Regions from separate parts of the Mus musculus genome. Here all the other regions are linked to region 1. The links are chromatin contacts, called in public promoter capture Hi-C maps. All regions are on one chromosome and are shown on one strand. Each heading gives the region's core, a stretch centred on a gene start, on an enhancer-like site or on the middle of the called end of the contact. The rest is flanking DNA. Distances are from core to core; before and after follow the strand shown.

The links. Promoter capture Hi-C pulls out the DNA fragments that hold promoters and counts their contacts.
Region 2: a promoter capture Hi-C map of liver shows a contact between it and region 1, with 4 times the contacts expected there. The contact joins the promoter of Mlec here to the promoter of Coro1c in region 1.
Region 3: a contact with region 1 is called in a promoter capture Hi-C map of pre-B cells, with 5 times the contacts expected there. The contact joins the promoter of Gcn1 here to the promoter of Coro1c in region 1. A contact is called at or near these places in 2 of 39 promoter capture datasets (liver and pre-B cells).
Region 4: a contact with region 1 is called in a promoter capture Hi-C map of liver, with 3 times the contacts expected there. The contact joins the promoter of Rnf10 here to the promoter of Coro1c in region 1.
Region 5: a contact with region 1 is called in a promoter capture Hi-C map of pre-B cells, with 3 times the contacts expected there. The contact joins the promoter of Cit here to the promoter of Coro1c in region 1. A contact is called at or near these places in 2 of 39 promoter capture datasets (liver and pre-B cells).

What each region holds. Positions count from the first base shown.
Region 1 is chr5:113,907,451-113,910,150 of GRCm38.p6, reverse strand. Coro1c (coronin, actin binding protein 1C) reads left to right here and starts at 1,445. Exons shown (of 11, transcript NM_011779.3): 1 at 1,445-1,540.
Region 2 is chr5:115,156,917-115,159,616 of GRCm38.p6, reverse strand. It overlaps Mlec (malectin), which reads left to right and starts at 1,441. Exons shown (of 5, transcript NM_175403.3): 1 at 1,441-1,814. The coding sequence starts at 1,583. It overlaps Gm35465 (a long non-coding RNA gene), which reads right to left and starts at 118. Exons shown (of 2, transcript XR_387598.3): 1 at 1-118.
Region 3 is chr5:115,563,929-115,566,628 of GRCm38.p6, reverse strand. Gcn1 (GCN1 activator of EIF2AK4) reads right to left here and starts at 1,366. Exons shown (of 58, transcript NM_172719.2): 1 at 1,323-1,366. The coding sequence starts at 1,340.
Region 4 is chr5:115,271,477-115,274,176 of GRCm38.p6, reverse strand. It overlaps Rnf10 (ring finger protein 10), which reads left to right and starts at 1,282. Exons shown (of 17, transcript NM_016698.2): 1 at 1,282-1,920. The coding sequence starts at 1,764.
Region 5 is chr5:115,844,325-115,847,024 of GRCm38.p6, reverse strand. It overlaps Cit (citron), which reads right to left and starts at 1,369. Exons shown (of 47, transcript NM_007708.3): 1 at 559-1,369. The coding sequence starts at 654.

The DNA.
Region 1 (2,700 bases), core at 196-2,695:
CTAGCTCAGTCTGGTCTGACCTATGAGGGCACTGCATGCAGGTGGTGTAATTACATACACAGAGGCATACACGTAAAATAAACACACCAATCTTTAAAAATTGAGCTTTGCAGAGAGTAAAAACTTGCTGAGCAAGCTGCTTCATTCTGGTAGACCTAGATTTACACAACACATAATTTACACACACACACACACACACACACACACACACACACACTTTGCCTAATTTTATTTTATTTACTTATTTAGAGACAGAGTTTCTTTACATATCCCTGGATGTCCTGGAACTCAGTATGTAGACCAGGCTGGCCTGGAACTACTGACGGAGATCCACCTGCCTCAGCCTCCTCAGTGTTGGGACTAAAGGCGTGTGCCTTCTGTTTTGAGGTGGCAGTTTATCTTAATTCCTGCAACAAGAATTCAGGGGTTCTACCACTGAATGCCGACCACAGATTCCTGGACATCTCTGAGGCTAAAACAAAGTGAAAATTCATCCCTCTGCGAATTGTAAAGATGCCTTGCTTTGGGAAATAAATGGCCCAACCCCTCAGCTGGCCCAGATCTCTGGACGCAGTTTCCTTAGATCTTGGTATTTCAAAGCTTGATATTTCTGAAGGGGCTTTGGCTAATAGTGGGATAACCTTACACTCAAGATTAGGAAACTGAAATCCAAAGAGGTGAGTGAAATGGTCCCTGGGTCACTTCATTTGAGAGTAACAGGGCTAGGACACATATCCACGTGCTCATATGGAGGGACTTTAGCCAGGGAGTCTTCATTGCTTCTCCTTAGCTCTCTCTCATAGGTGTGGTCCAGCCCAAGGGTTGCCACCCTGCCCTGGAGAGTAGTGGGAGAGAGCGTGGGTGAGAGGGTTGAACCAGCCCTGATGGAGGTGGGGCTAAGAACTTGGGGCGGGGCTTACGGTTTAAGTACGCTCAGGGCTGTGGGCGGGGCTTGAGGTACAGCAAATAGGATGATCATAGGTTCCCCGGGTCTTCAGGAAATCCGAGCGGGGATTTGCGGCGCTCAACTGGGGGAAGCTAGGTTTTGGGGGCGGGGGGAAACCAAGCCCTGCTCACGGACTCGGTGGGCAGTTAGATGCGCTCAAACGACCATCCTCATAGAGAGGCTCTGCAGGGCCGTGGGTGGAGCTTAAGAACGCCCGCTCTGGTTCTAAAGACCTGGGTGGGGCTGGAAGGAGCCCGTGGGCGTGGCCACCCGGCCATTCAAGTGCCCCGGAAAGCGGGCGTGGGCTCCGAGTCTCCTTGCACCTCCCCGCGCCACCACAGGGGGCGCTCTAAGGAGAGCCGGGCATCTAACCGGGACCTTCCGGAAGTGGGCGTGGTGAAGCGTGGTTCGGCGGCGCTGGTTGGGCGCGGCCCCGGCGCGGGGGCGGGGCCCGCGCGCGCGAAGGCCTGGGCAGCGGCGGCCGCGCCCCTCCCCCGCGCGGCGCTCAGTGCCAGGCGGGAGGCGGCAGCGGTTGGAGGCTTCGCGGGGCTTTGCAGCAGGGACTTCGGCGGCGCCTCAGGCACCCGGGCTCTGGTAAGCAGCGCGCGCTCAGGACGGGGCAGCTCCGGAGCGAGCCCGGGGCGGGCGGGCCGGCCTCCGGGACCCCGCGTGTGAAGCTCTCGGCTGACAGGAGCCGGCGGCGCCGAGTGGTGCGGGGCGCACGCGCATGCCCCGGGCGCTGCGGCTGGGGAATGGCCGTCTGCGGGCAGCCGTGGGCCCGGCAGCCGTGAGGCGGTGTCTGAGCGCTGCGAAGAGCCTGCGGCCGAGCGCTCACGTGGGGCTGGGTCCGCGGGGGACCCCCGGTGTGCGGGGCGCGCCCGGGCGGGGCTCCGCCTGGCTCGCAGTGCATGGCCTCCTGGACCCTGAAGACCTGGGGCGGGGGCGGGCTGCAGTGGCGTGGCCTGGAGGAGGAACCCTGTCCCGGGTGCGGAACCTAGTGACCCGCGGGGCAGGTGGGGCTCAGCCGCGCCGAGATGGCTAGGATGACATCAGAGGTGGAGGGTGGGGACGCCCAGCCCAGCTCTGCCGCCGGTCCCCCGGCGGGCGTACGCACAGCAGCCCTATCTATCTCCAGTGATGTGAATGAGCTGGGGGGAAGTAGCCGGCTGCAGGGCTTTCGGAGAAGAAAGGGGCTTCCTCCCGGAGGGAGGTGCCGGCCCCGACGTCCTTTTTTGGGAGTGTTCAAAGGGTTTTTTTTTGCAGGCTGGAAAAGGAAATGCAGGCTTTCTCTCCGTCGTGGTTTAGAATCACATCCTATATTTGGCCTTCATGTAGGCTGCCCTTGTTTTGTGGTGTCAGAACGGCTTGCTCTACACATTTCGGTCGTGGGATTCAGAGTGAGAAGCAAATTGCAAGTTGTTCGTCTCTCCCGGAATTGCTTCCTGTAAGCATTTGAAAGAGAATTGACCGCAGAGCGTGCTTATTCGCAGGGCCACAATATGTTTAGTTTTGGAAATGGTTGGCACGAAATAATTGTACTCCCATCCCGTGGCCTTCCCTACCGGGATTATATTCTAAAACAGTACTTGCGAGGCTCTTAGTCACCCTATATAATAAAGCGTCTTATTGTCCTTGTCTGGCAGCACCCTGACACCAGGGCCTGCTAGTAGAGGGAAGAACATGATGAAGTACAAGTAGTTGCTTCCTGCCTCCTTCTCGGGTGTGAAGGCAAATGGTAGTTCATATTCCTGTCT
Region 2 (2,700 bases), core at 192-2,691, 1.2 Mb before region 1:
TATGTCTACGTGTCACGGACACACAATGAAGGTCAGAAAACCGCGACCCCTTCTTTTTTTTTTAGTTTTTCTCTGTATAGCCCTGGCTGTTCTGGAACTCACTTTGTAGACCAGGCTGGCCTCGAACTCAGAAATCCGCCTGCCTCTGCCTCCCAAGTGCTGGGATTAAAGGCATGTGCCACGACCTCCTGGCCTTTGGGCCCCCACATCCTTAGCAGCCTTAAGGGGACTGGGGGTAAAAAAACCCATGTTCTCTGCCAAAGCAGCTAGCGCTCTAGACACCGAGCCATCTTTCCAGCCTCCTATTTATTGTTATAGAGACAGGATCGCACTCTTGGAGCTCAAGCTGGCCTTTTAAAACTCCCGGTAATCATCCTGCTTTAACCTCTGAGAATACAGGCACGCGTCACCTGGCGTCAGCGCGCCCAGAGTTGTTTTATGTTCCTTTTTCTGAACCTCAAAAATCAAATTCAACCGGGCTTTCCATGTTTTGTCCGCATTATCTGTATGGACAGGATAAGTACTTATGGAACAAATGATTCCACTTCCCCCGCTTGGCTGGGTCGGAAAAATGGGAGTTGAGGCAGATACCCAAGGGCATGGACAATAACGCAGAAGAGCGCTGTGTGAAATGCCAAAGCAGGGAGCTCGGGTCGTGCCAGTGGTCCCCAGCAGGAGGAGGAGGAGGAAGCCCCTAGCTCCACTTAGGTTTCCAGGCCCGCCAGGGACCGTCGCCATGGAGACGCAGGCACCCTGGAGCCCCCTCCCCCTAACAGCCACGCGTTTCCGCTGCGTTGGAGCATTCTGATTGGACGGCCTCCTGGACGCTACCACACACCAAGCGCCTGCTAAGGGGTGACGGTGGGGACCGTATCCTCGCGGGACTCGCGTGTCCCGCCACCTGTTCACATGGCATCCAAGGGAGAGACGGGCCCCGATGCTCCACCCGGGGACAAACCATCGCTCGGCTTGCAAGAGCCTGGGCTCTTGCTTTCTGAGTTGAAGGAGGAGGGATGGAAAAGGCGGCAACGCCCCCTTCTGAGCTGACTCGGTCCCCAGCTCTAGAGCACCGGAAGTGTTGGCGACGTGTCAGTGCGCCCTTCTCTAAACCTTCCCCGGCCCAGGCCACCTTTCCCAGTCGACTGTGGGATTCCGGGGCGGCCTGGGCGCTGCACCCGCCACTTCCGCATGGAACCGCCGCTTCAACCGAACTCCCTCCCTGGGCGCGCGCTCCTTCTCGTGCCCCGTGGTTGGGCCGGAGCCTAGGCGCGGCCACTCCCCTCCCCGGACGCACCAGCCAATGGCGCGGCCGCTCTCGGCGGGGTGGTGGGTAATTCATGAGGGCCTCCCTCTGATTGGCTGAGGCGCTCCGGGCTGAGGGCTGGGCGTCGGGGTAGGTTGCTCCCGAGGTGGGAGGCGGCGCCCCAAGGCCGAGGAGGTGGAGGAGGAGGAGGAGGAGGCCCTGAGAGCGACATGTCCCGGGTTGCCGAGGCAGAACGGTCCGCTGCGCTGTTCTCCTGAGTTGGGGGCGGCCGGCCGAGGACGAGGGTCGGCAGGGGCTGCCCCCGCCGTGGTGGCCGCCATGCTGAGGCCCCGGGGAGCCGAGGGAACCGCTGTGGCGCTTCTCCGGCTGCTTCTGTTGCTGCTGCTGCTGGGACCGAAGCTCCGGGGTCCGGGGCTCGGCGTGGTCGGCGCCGCCGGGGCCGGACTGCCGGAGAGCGTCATCTGGGCAGTGAACGCAGGCGGCGAGGCGCATGTGGACGTGCACGGGATCCACTTCCGCAAGGACCCTCTGGAAGGCCGGGTGGGCCGAGGTGAGAGCCCCTCCGGCCGAGCCTGGGGGGGTCCGCAGCCTGGGAGCAGGGCGCAGCTGCGGGCCTCGAACCCCTTCCTCTCCAGCCGGGAGACCACAGCCTTGGAACGAAGTTTCTCTCTGCAGTGAACCTACCCCCAGCCCCCCAACCCCCCACCCTCCAGGGACCTGGCCAGGACCCAGGGCCTAGCCCTGACTGGAAGCTTCCAAGAGCCATCGAGGCATAGAGTTGGCGAGAAGTTTATATTTAGACCCTTTCTCATTTTACCTTGCCCCAGCCCCTCATCCCACCCAAGCTGGGAATGTAAAAGGCAAGGGTGGCCTTTTGCCTGGCGCCTGGAGGCCTCGCAGGTTGGAGGTCATCGACTCCGCTGCTCTGCCATCCATCGCGACGGTTTCCAGGAGATGCTTTGCCCACCCTACAGATCACCCGCCGTTTTCCGTGCCCCTTCCAAGCCCGGGACTGAGGCTTGATTCTTCGCCAGAACGGCAGGGAGTCTTCGAAGGGGGAATAGTACGGGAAAGTTTGACTGTGGCACCCCTCCCCTCCCCTCCTTTGGAATTTGTATGCTTAAAAGTCAAAGCCACCCGACGGGTGTCGGTATATCGCAGCCCATCCTGCCTATGAGGTCAACCTGTGTAAGGTTTGAGTGTGACCCCCGGGTGATCGTAAGACGTTTGATCCCAGCTTAGGGGGAAAGTGGGTTTTACAGAGTTTCACAGTTCACAACGGCCAAATGAGAATTTTGAGGGCAGATGGTTAAAAATACAGGTTCACAACGGCCAAATGAGAATTTTTGAGAACAGATGGTTAAAAATACAGGTTCCTGGGCAGTCTCTAGACACAGTAGACAAACTTTTTTTTTTTTTTTTAACTTAACTAGCTG
Region 3 (2,700 bases), core at 117-2,616, 1.7 Mb before region 1:
TAACCTACTACTAAATAACACAACTCTAGGGAGAAGATTCTTAAATATTCAGAAACATTAAGTAACTTCCCTTCTTAGGATTCACTAAGACGCAGCTCTGTCTAAACAAATTACCAAACCCTTTTACTGAAGACCCTTGCAAAGCATCTTTTTAATGATCAGGTTAAATGGCTCCTCTTTGGCGGGCCTTGAGGATCAAACATAAAAATCAATTAATCTCACCCCAGAGACTCAAACTGTTTTTTAAATACGTTCCTGCCAGGCAGGGTAAGCCCCCCACCCACCCATTAAGAAGCCACAGGCAAGATGGCTACAAGTTCAAAGCCAACTCACTATATATATATATTTTTAATTTGTTTGTTTCTCAAGACAGGGGTTTTGTGTGTGTGTGTGTACCCATGTCTGCCTGGAACTCCCTCTGTAGACCAGGCTGGACTGGCACTCAGAGATCCACCTGCCTCTGCCTTCCAAGTGCTGGGATTAGAGACGTGCCACCACCGCGCCACCACTACCTGGCCTTGATCTACATTTTTGAAAAGGGAGGGTGGGATGGAGACATGGAGAGAAAAAAAAATTATGTTTCTTATTTATTATTTCATCCTTCCACGAGGCTACAAAAGAGGCTGAGATGGAGAAGGGGGTAGCCTCAACGCCTCCCTGAACTGCAAGGTACCCACAGGTGTGAACGCACAACGGTGTCACGACTCTTCGCAGGTGAAGACATTTTGAGATCTCACCCAGGACCCAGTTAACACCCAGCAAACCCACATGGGACCCTACTATTTTGTCTCAATACATCTTCCCATAAAATAACATAGGATATCGGTATTATCACCACCACCAAATGTTAAAAGGACCGAGACCCTGAGGGGTGATGTCATTGATCCAACGCCTTGACGAAACCAACGAGCGGAGGCTCAACTCCGAACCCGTATGGACATAAAAAGGCTACGCTCCGAGTGTGGGCACAGAGTCGGGGGGCCTCTGCATCGCCCCGCGGGCTCCGGAGAACCGTAGCCGACGCCGAGTGTAAGCTCTGCCACCGCCGGGACCCGCACAGCCCCAGCACGGCACCCGCTACCCCGAAGCCAAGCGGATGGCAAGATGCTCGAGTCCAGGGTCGCTCTGCTCGCCCAGGCCGGCCGGAGCCTCGAGCCGCGAGCAGCCGCCGCCCCCTTCCCCCGCGCCGCCGCTTCCGTCTGCGCCCTCCGCGGCCGTGGGCGCCGCAGCCTCCGCCCGGGCAATCCCGCCGCCCCACTGCCCGCGCTCCGGGTCCGGTCCCCGCCGCCCGCCGCGTTGGCCGCCGCAGCCGCCCGCCTCACCTGCGTGTCCGCCGCCATCCTGCCGGCGCCCAGTCCGGAACCGCTTCCGGAGCGCTTCCGGGTCACAGCAGGGCCCACGCGGCAAGGCGAGGCCTGGCGCCCCCGGGCGGGAGGGCGGCCGCAGGTCGTGCTCTGCAGCCCCTGGGCGCGGGATCTCCTCGATTCGGCCTCCCCCGGACAGCGCCCTGCAGCTCTGGCATCCTTGGGGGGATCCCGGGTCCAGCACCGACACCCCCCATCGTGCTGTTTCCTAGGCCCCAGGAATGAACCCAAAGACTAGTCTCAGGCCCAAGAGGCTTGGAGGTTAGAACAGGTGATGGTGAGGTACGCGGGAGGGATGCAGGGATGACCCGGGAATTGCGTGACCTGCTGGGAGCCTCAACTGCAGACAGCTAGGGACAGGGTTGAGGAAGAGTTCGATGTCTTAGGACAATTATTGAATTTTTACTATAACTCAAGAGTGTGCTTGGAGAATGCGGTCTCCAGGCTTCTTGGCCCTCAGCAGTGGCAACTATACAGATGGGGGGCCGGGCGTGGTGTCGCACGCCTTTAATCCCAGCACTCGGAAGGCAGAGGTAGGCGGATTTAAGGCCAGCCTGGTCTAAAGTGAGTTCCAGGACAGCCAGGGCTACACAGAGAAACCCTGGGGGGTGAGGGAGGGAGAAGAAAAAAAAATATATATATACACACACATAGATGTATAGTGACGTCACAAGGTTAATGATAGCAATAGGGCATTGCATTTGATACAGTATTCACCTACTTGTTAGAGCCCATTTTTTAAATCCTCAGCTTTTCAGACTTAACACTTACTGAATGCCTATATGAACCAACATCAAACTACTATCGGGTTAGAGGTTGCAATTCTAGGGTAACTTTTTGTCTAGTTACCTGTGATGCACAGGCAGTATTTTAGCTCTTGCAGCAGCTTTTTACATAGCAAGTTATTCTAGTTTGCACCCCCGATTAGTACATCAAAGCAACCCTACATGCACACCTTAGTGGCTAGTTATTAACTGCCCCTGTATTCAAGACTTAATCTACCAAGAAAAAACTTTAGCCAGCACGTGGAAACTCAACTACACATCTAAACTACACAAACACAAGTATAACTTCATTACTAAACACACAGCAGTGACTCAATTACTGCAGGCAGAAGGCTGAGGCAGATCAACTTCTACACCAATCCTCATCTCAAAAGGCACAATCAGGCCCGAGTTCAATCACCACTCACCTGGATACTCCTTGCCATAGCTCAGTATCACCATCTCAGGCCCTCTCAGACTTCAGTCCTTAAACCACGCCTAGCTCAAACCCAGCCTTCTACCCCTGCCTCAGCCTTAAGCAACAGGGCTCTGGACCTGCATCACTCTGCCTT
Region 4 (2,700 bases), core at 33-2,532, 1.4 Mb before region 1:
CAAATCAGAACTTTGCCCATGCAAGGGCCCTGTGACTACACTACACTGTCTGCTTTTATTCTTTTTCTCTCTTATAAGGAACATGGTCTCACTATGTAGCACATGCTAGCCTTACACTCTGCACTTCCTGTCTCTGTTTATTTATTTATTTTTTTGAGACAAGGTTTTTCTGTGTAGCCCCAGCTGACCTGAAACTTGCTCTGTAGACCAGGCTGGCCTTGAACTCAGAGATCCACCTGCATCTGCCTCCTGAGTGCTGAGATTAAAGATGTGCACCACTGGCATCCGTCTTCTGTCTCTGCTTCTTGAGTATTAGTGATACAGGCATGAGCCACTCTAGTTCTCCTACATACACGATTGCTAAAATTCCACTCATCGGCTAGATGAGGTAGTAGCTTAGAGGTAGAAAACTAGATTGTGAGCATGGAGCTCTGGATTTGATCCCTAACAGCCCCCCCCCCCCAAATTCCATTCGTCCTGTGTGTGTCACATGACACAGCATTTCTAAGAAGTCCTCTTTTATCCCTCTCAAGCTGGGATGCTTTTCTATTGAAACGTGTTTGATTAGCATCTCCTTACTTAACTGTACTATGTTGTTTCTCTTTGTTGGTGTTTCGAATGTTGCTTCTTACCGATCTTTATATATGAATGTGGCATGCATACGTGTATGAAAAATCTTACACGTATGCACAGGTGTACATGGAGTTCTGAGGCTGCCATTGAGTGTTTTCCTCCAAGACTCTCCACATTCTTCACAGAATGGCTAGGTAGACTCACCATTTGAGCTAGTCTGGCTAGCCAGTTTGTTCTGGGAATTTCCAGATCTCTTGTCTCCGGTGCACCGGAATTGCAGGTGGGCCATCACACTCCACTTGGTTTTCTAAAAAATTTTGTGTATGGGTGTTTTGTCTATATGAGTATGTCTGTATACCACGTGTTTGCTTGGTATTGTAGGAGGCCAGACACCCACACATCTTTTTTTTAAAAAAAGAAAAAAATCCAAGCACTGGCGAGGAATATCTGTGAATTGGAAGCCAGACTGTTGCACACAAAGAGTTCAGGTCCCGTTAGGACTACAAAATGAAACATTGTCTCAAAAAGAAGGAACCCGCTAGGGAGGCGGGAAGGAAAAGAAACCTCGAACAGGGAAGAGAGAAAAAAAGCATTGGCAGGCACAAGCGGTCCCTCCCCTAGGACCCGGATGTAGGTAAAAGACTACACTTCCCAGAATGCACCACGCCCGCCTGGCAACTATATAAATAGTCCATCCGGGTTCTTGGAGATGCTGTTTGGCGACTCGTCGCCATTCCCGGAGCAGCTCGGCCTCGGCCCAGAGGCGAGTGTCGGTCGCTGTGTCGGAGACCCCGGTCCCCGGCACCGAGACAGCCAGCCCTCTCTCCTGCCCCGCGGCGGGAGAGCGTGTCCGGCCGGCCGGCGGGGCTCGCGACCCTCCCGCGCCTCCCTTTCCCCCGCAGCCTCTGCCCCGCCAGGCCCGGCCCGGACCTCCGAGCCCCGGCCTCCTCCTCCTCCTCCTCCTCGTCCTCGTCCTCCTCTTCGGTCACCGCCGCCTCTGGGCCCCACAACCCCACCTTGCCGCTTCTCCTTCCATTTTGAGAAGCTGAGGAAGGAAACAAGGAAAAATGTCGCCATGAAGGCCGAGAACCGCTGCCGCCGCCGACCCCCGCCGGCCCTGAACGCCATGAGCCTGGGTCCCCGCCGCGCCCGCTCCGCTCCGACCGCCGTCGCCGCCGAGGCCCCCTTTGATGCCGCAGAGCTCCCCCAGCGCCGCCGCCACCGCCTCCGACATGGACAAGAACAGCGGCTCCAACAGCTCCTCCGCCTCCTCGGGCAGCAGCAAAGGGCAACAGCCGCCCCGCTCCGCCTCGGCGGGGCCGGCCGGCGAGTCTAAACCCAAGAGTGGTAAGAGCCGGCGGGTCTGCCGGGTCACTTGGGGGAGGAGGGACAAACGACCCACCTTCCGCTTGCACTGACATCCAGTATTTACGGTTAAGCCGATCTGCGCTGCGTGGTTAATTTGGGCCCTTGCATTCATATTCAAAACAGCTGGCTGAAGTAGGCGCTATTCTTAGCCCCATTTTGCAGATGAGGGATCTGAGATTTTGGAAAGGGTTAAGGTCATCCAGGTGGCAAGCACCTCACAGAAGGCCTCAAGACCTGGCTTTGTGTGACTCACCGTCGGTCCAGGCTCTAAAACAATTGACTTTGTTTTCTCTTCTAGTGTCGGATTAGCTTTGGGTGGCATTCAAGTTTGAATAAGAGAGGGTGAGGCCCGAGGATTTTCAGACTTAAATCTGGCACCGGGTCTGCTCCTCTGTTTAAGAGGACTCATGTTGGGATGGCGTTGCTCGGCGTGATAGTAAAGCATGCAGACCCTGCATTCAGTTCATTTAGGTTCAGTCCTTGAGTTTGCTAATACACACTATTAAGTAAATGGGCTAAGCGCTTAGAGTACTTGACAACTTTTTGCCTAAATATTATGCCTGTTTGTGTGCGGTAGGTTATATGGGCTTGGCTTTCATGGTGTGTGTGTGTGTGTGTGTGTGTGTGTGTGTGAGAGAGAGAGTGATGTGTGTAGTCAGGCTTCTTAGTATTACTATAACATAATAATAATGATATTATTATAATAATATAATAATACTACTTACTGATTATGCACAAAGCACACGGGTAGGCTTTTAG
Region 5 (2,700 bases), core at 120-2,619, 1.9 Mb before region 1:
CCACATCCAAAGGATCCAAAGCTAGTTTCTAGCCTCTCTGGGTACCCAGACACAAGACAGATGCAGACAGACAGGCCCGTGTGCGTGCACACACGCGCGCGCGCACACACACAAATACACCCTAGAGACAATTTTGGTTTCTTCCATTGAAAGAAGCAAAAGTTTAAAAGTGTGGAGTATGGGCTGGCGAGATGGCTCAGCGGGTAAGAGCACTGACTGCTCTTCCAGAGGTCCTAAGTTCAAATCCCAGCAACCACCTGTAATGAGATCTGATGCCCTCTTCTGGTGTGTCTTAAATCAGTTACAGTGTACTTACATATAATAATAAATAAATCTTAAAAAAAAAAAGTGTGGAGTATGAGAAATGAGGGGACTCCCCTGGGGCACGTCCAGCCACGTACGTAATCATCAGCACAGTGGCACCTCAGTCCAGCTCAGGCAGGACATGTAAAAGAACAAACAGGATTACCCTAAGAATACCAGTCTCTGTCCATAATACAACCAAAGACGGCTACCACAGCAGACACGGGTGTGCATCGCTGGCTGGCAGCTGCTTACCTGGAAGAAGAGATTTAGCCTGGAGGCCCGACTGGCAATGGGCTCGGAGGCACTGGCCTCCGGCGGGTTCCGCACACCATACTTGAACTTCAACATCTCTCCGCCAACGCCGAAGGAACACTGGGGAAAGTCAAGCGGGTACTGACATTGAAGGCAGGAAGGGCTTGGCAGAGTCGTGTCTCCCTAAAGAGATCAGGATGAGGAGGTGGCGACCAGCCTCCACGGCACATGGGGCACAGACACAGGAAGGCCAAAGGTACTCATACACATAAGGGATGGAAATAAATCATTTCCAAAAGAACTACCAGCCATTGGTGGACTAGCAGACTGCAGCCTAATAAATCTCCACTTTTCCATTCTACCAGCTCTTTTCCCCTAGAAAACCCTGACGAACACAAATATCTGATGTCGCGTAGCTACATAGACCTAACCTGTGAACCAAGCCCAAAGGGTTTGATCAGTGAGCCTTGAGGATTATCCCAGGGAAAGGAAGGTTCACTGCCCCTGGAGGGTACAGAGATCAATGATCCTGAGGAAGATCGGTTGCCTGACTGACCAGATAGGCTAGAGAGGGAGAAAGACACAAGAAGGAGGCGCTGGGTTAGGCACGGAATAGAATACAGAGCCCACTTTCCCACCCAAGGCCTCAGTCCAGCTCATAGAATGAAGACACAGGAACAGAGAGATTAAGTGAGGGAGATAAGATCACACAGAAAATGGGAAGCGCCATGGGCAAGAATGCAGGTAAAGCTTGCAGGGGACAGAGACTGGTCTACAGGGGAATGGGTCCTCTTTAAGGGGCCCTGAGGTCCTCCGGCAGCACACCCAGAGACACTAACAACAACTCCTGCCCCAGACCCCAGGCTTCCCCCAGGACACCCCAAGGACGAACCAGAGACACTGGGTTGAACCCATTGTCCCGCCCCCAGGGCTGCACCCACAGACCCCGGGCTACCCCCAGCACACCCATGCTGCAGCCGCAGCAGACCCTCAGGAGCCCCCTCCCCCCGCTATCCTGAGGCCTTGGGTGGGAAAGTGGGCTCTGTATGAACGGGGTCGACCAGGGAGACCTGGGAAAGGGGACTGCCCCCCGCCCAGAGCCTCTCCAATCCCCCAACAGACACACACACAAACTGGACTCACACTCCGCAGACCCCCGGCTTACATTCGCCCCGCTCCGCTCCGCCCTGAGTCTCCCGCCCCAACGTTTGAAGGAAACGACGTGGGCAGGTCTCGGCCGTGCCTCAACCAATCAGCGCTCGCCATCTACTGATGGACAGCGGGGGTCTCCACCAGGACCCGCCCAGATCTCGGAGGGCTAGAGGAAGTGAAATGGAAAAGCCAATCACATTGTCTCTTCCTTTGACTAGCGACCAATAGAAAGAGGGCAAAGGAATCCAGGCGGGGTTGGGCTGGGAAGTTTGAAATTGGCGGTTGGCAGGATGCTGTGTTTGGAGATGGGGTCCCCTGCGGAGTCTGCGGCGCTGTCCATTTCTGTCCGAGCTCCTGCGGGGAGCTCTGCCCGAACTGCCTGCCTCAGATAAGGATGCTAGGAAACAAACTCCAGCCCTCTGCAGGAATGCACTCAATTGAGCCATCGCCCACGCCTAACGTAGGCGCCGGGGTTACGTGGGGGGGAATCAGGAAGCTGTGCGGTACAGCTGAGGCAGAGGAGTAATCGGAACCCACTCCAGCCTGCCTGCCTTGTACCTTTGGGTTGAGCCGCAGCAAGATCGTGAGGTCTCACCACAAAGATATGTTCAAGTAAATTTAAGCCAGGATCACTAGACCGCCCCCTTCTCTCAATGAGAAAACCCAGTGGCCATCAGTGTGTGGAAAGTGCCCAGCCTCGTTAGCAATGTGGGGGAAGGTGTTTGTGAAGAGGCGGCGCTGTTTACATTCACACAAGGGTAGGGTGTAAACTGACCTGTGAAGGGGCAATCTCGAAAAAGGAGTGTAGTATTTGCTAACACTGAGTGAGGCTCTCTGCACTCTATGACTACTAGGAATAGCTTTTCTAAATTATGTAACCGTGAAACGCATTCTAGAGAGCGAGCTCGAAATAGTGTTGTCTAACGCAATGGCAAAAGCTGGGGCAATGGCTCTGCGACTCTTCCAGGGGATCTTCCCTTGATTCCCAGC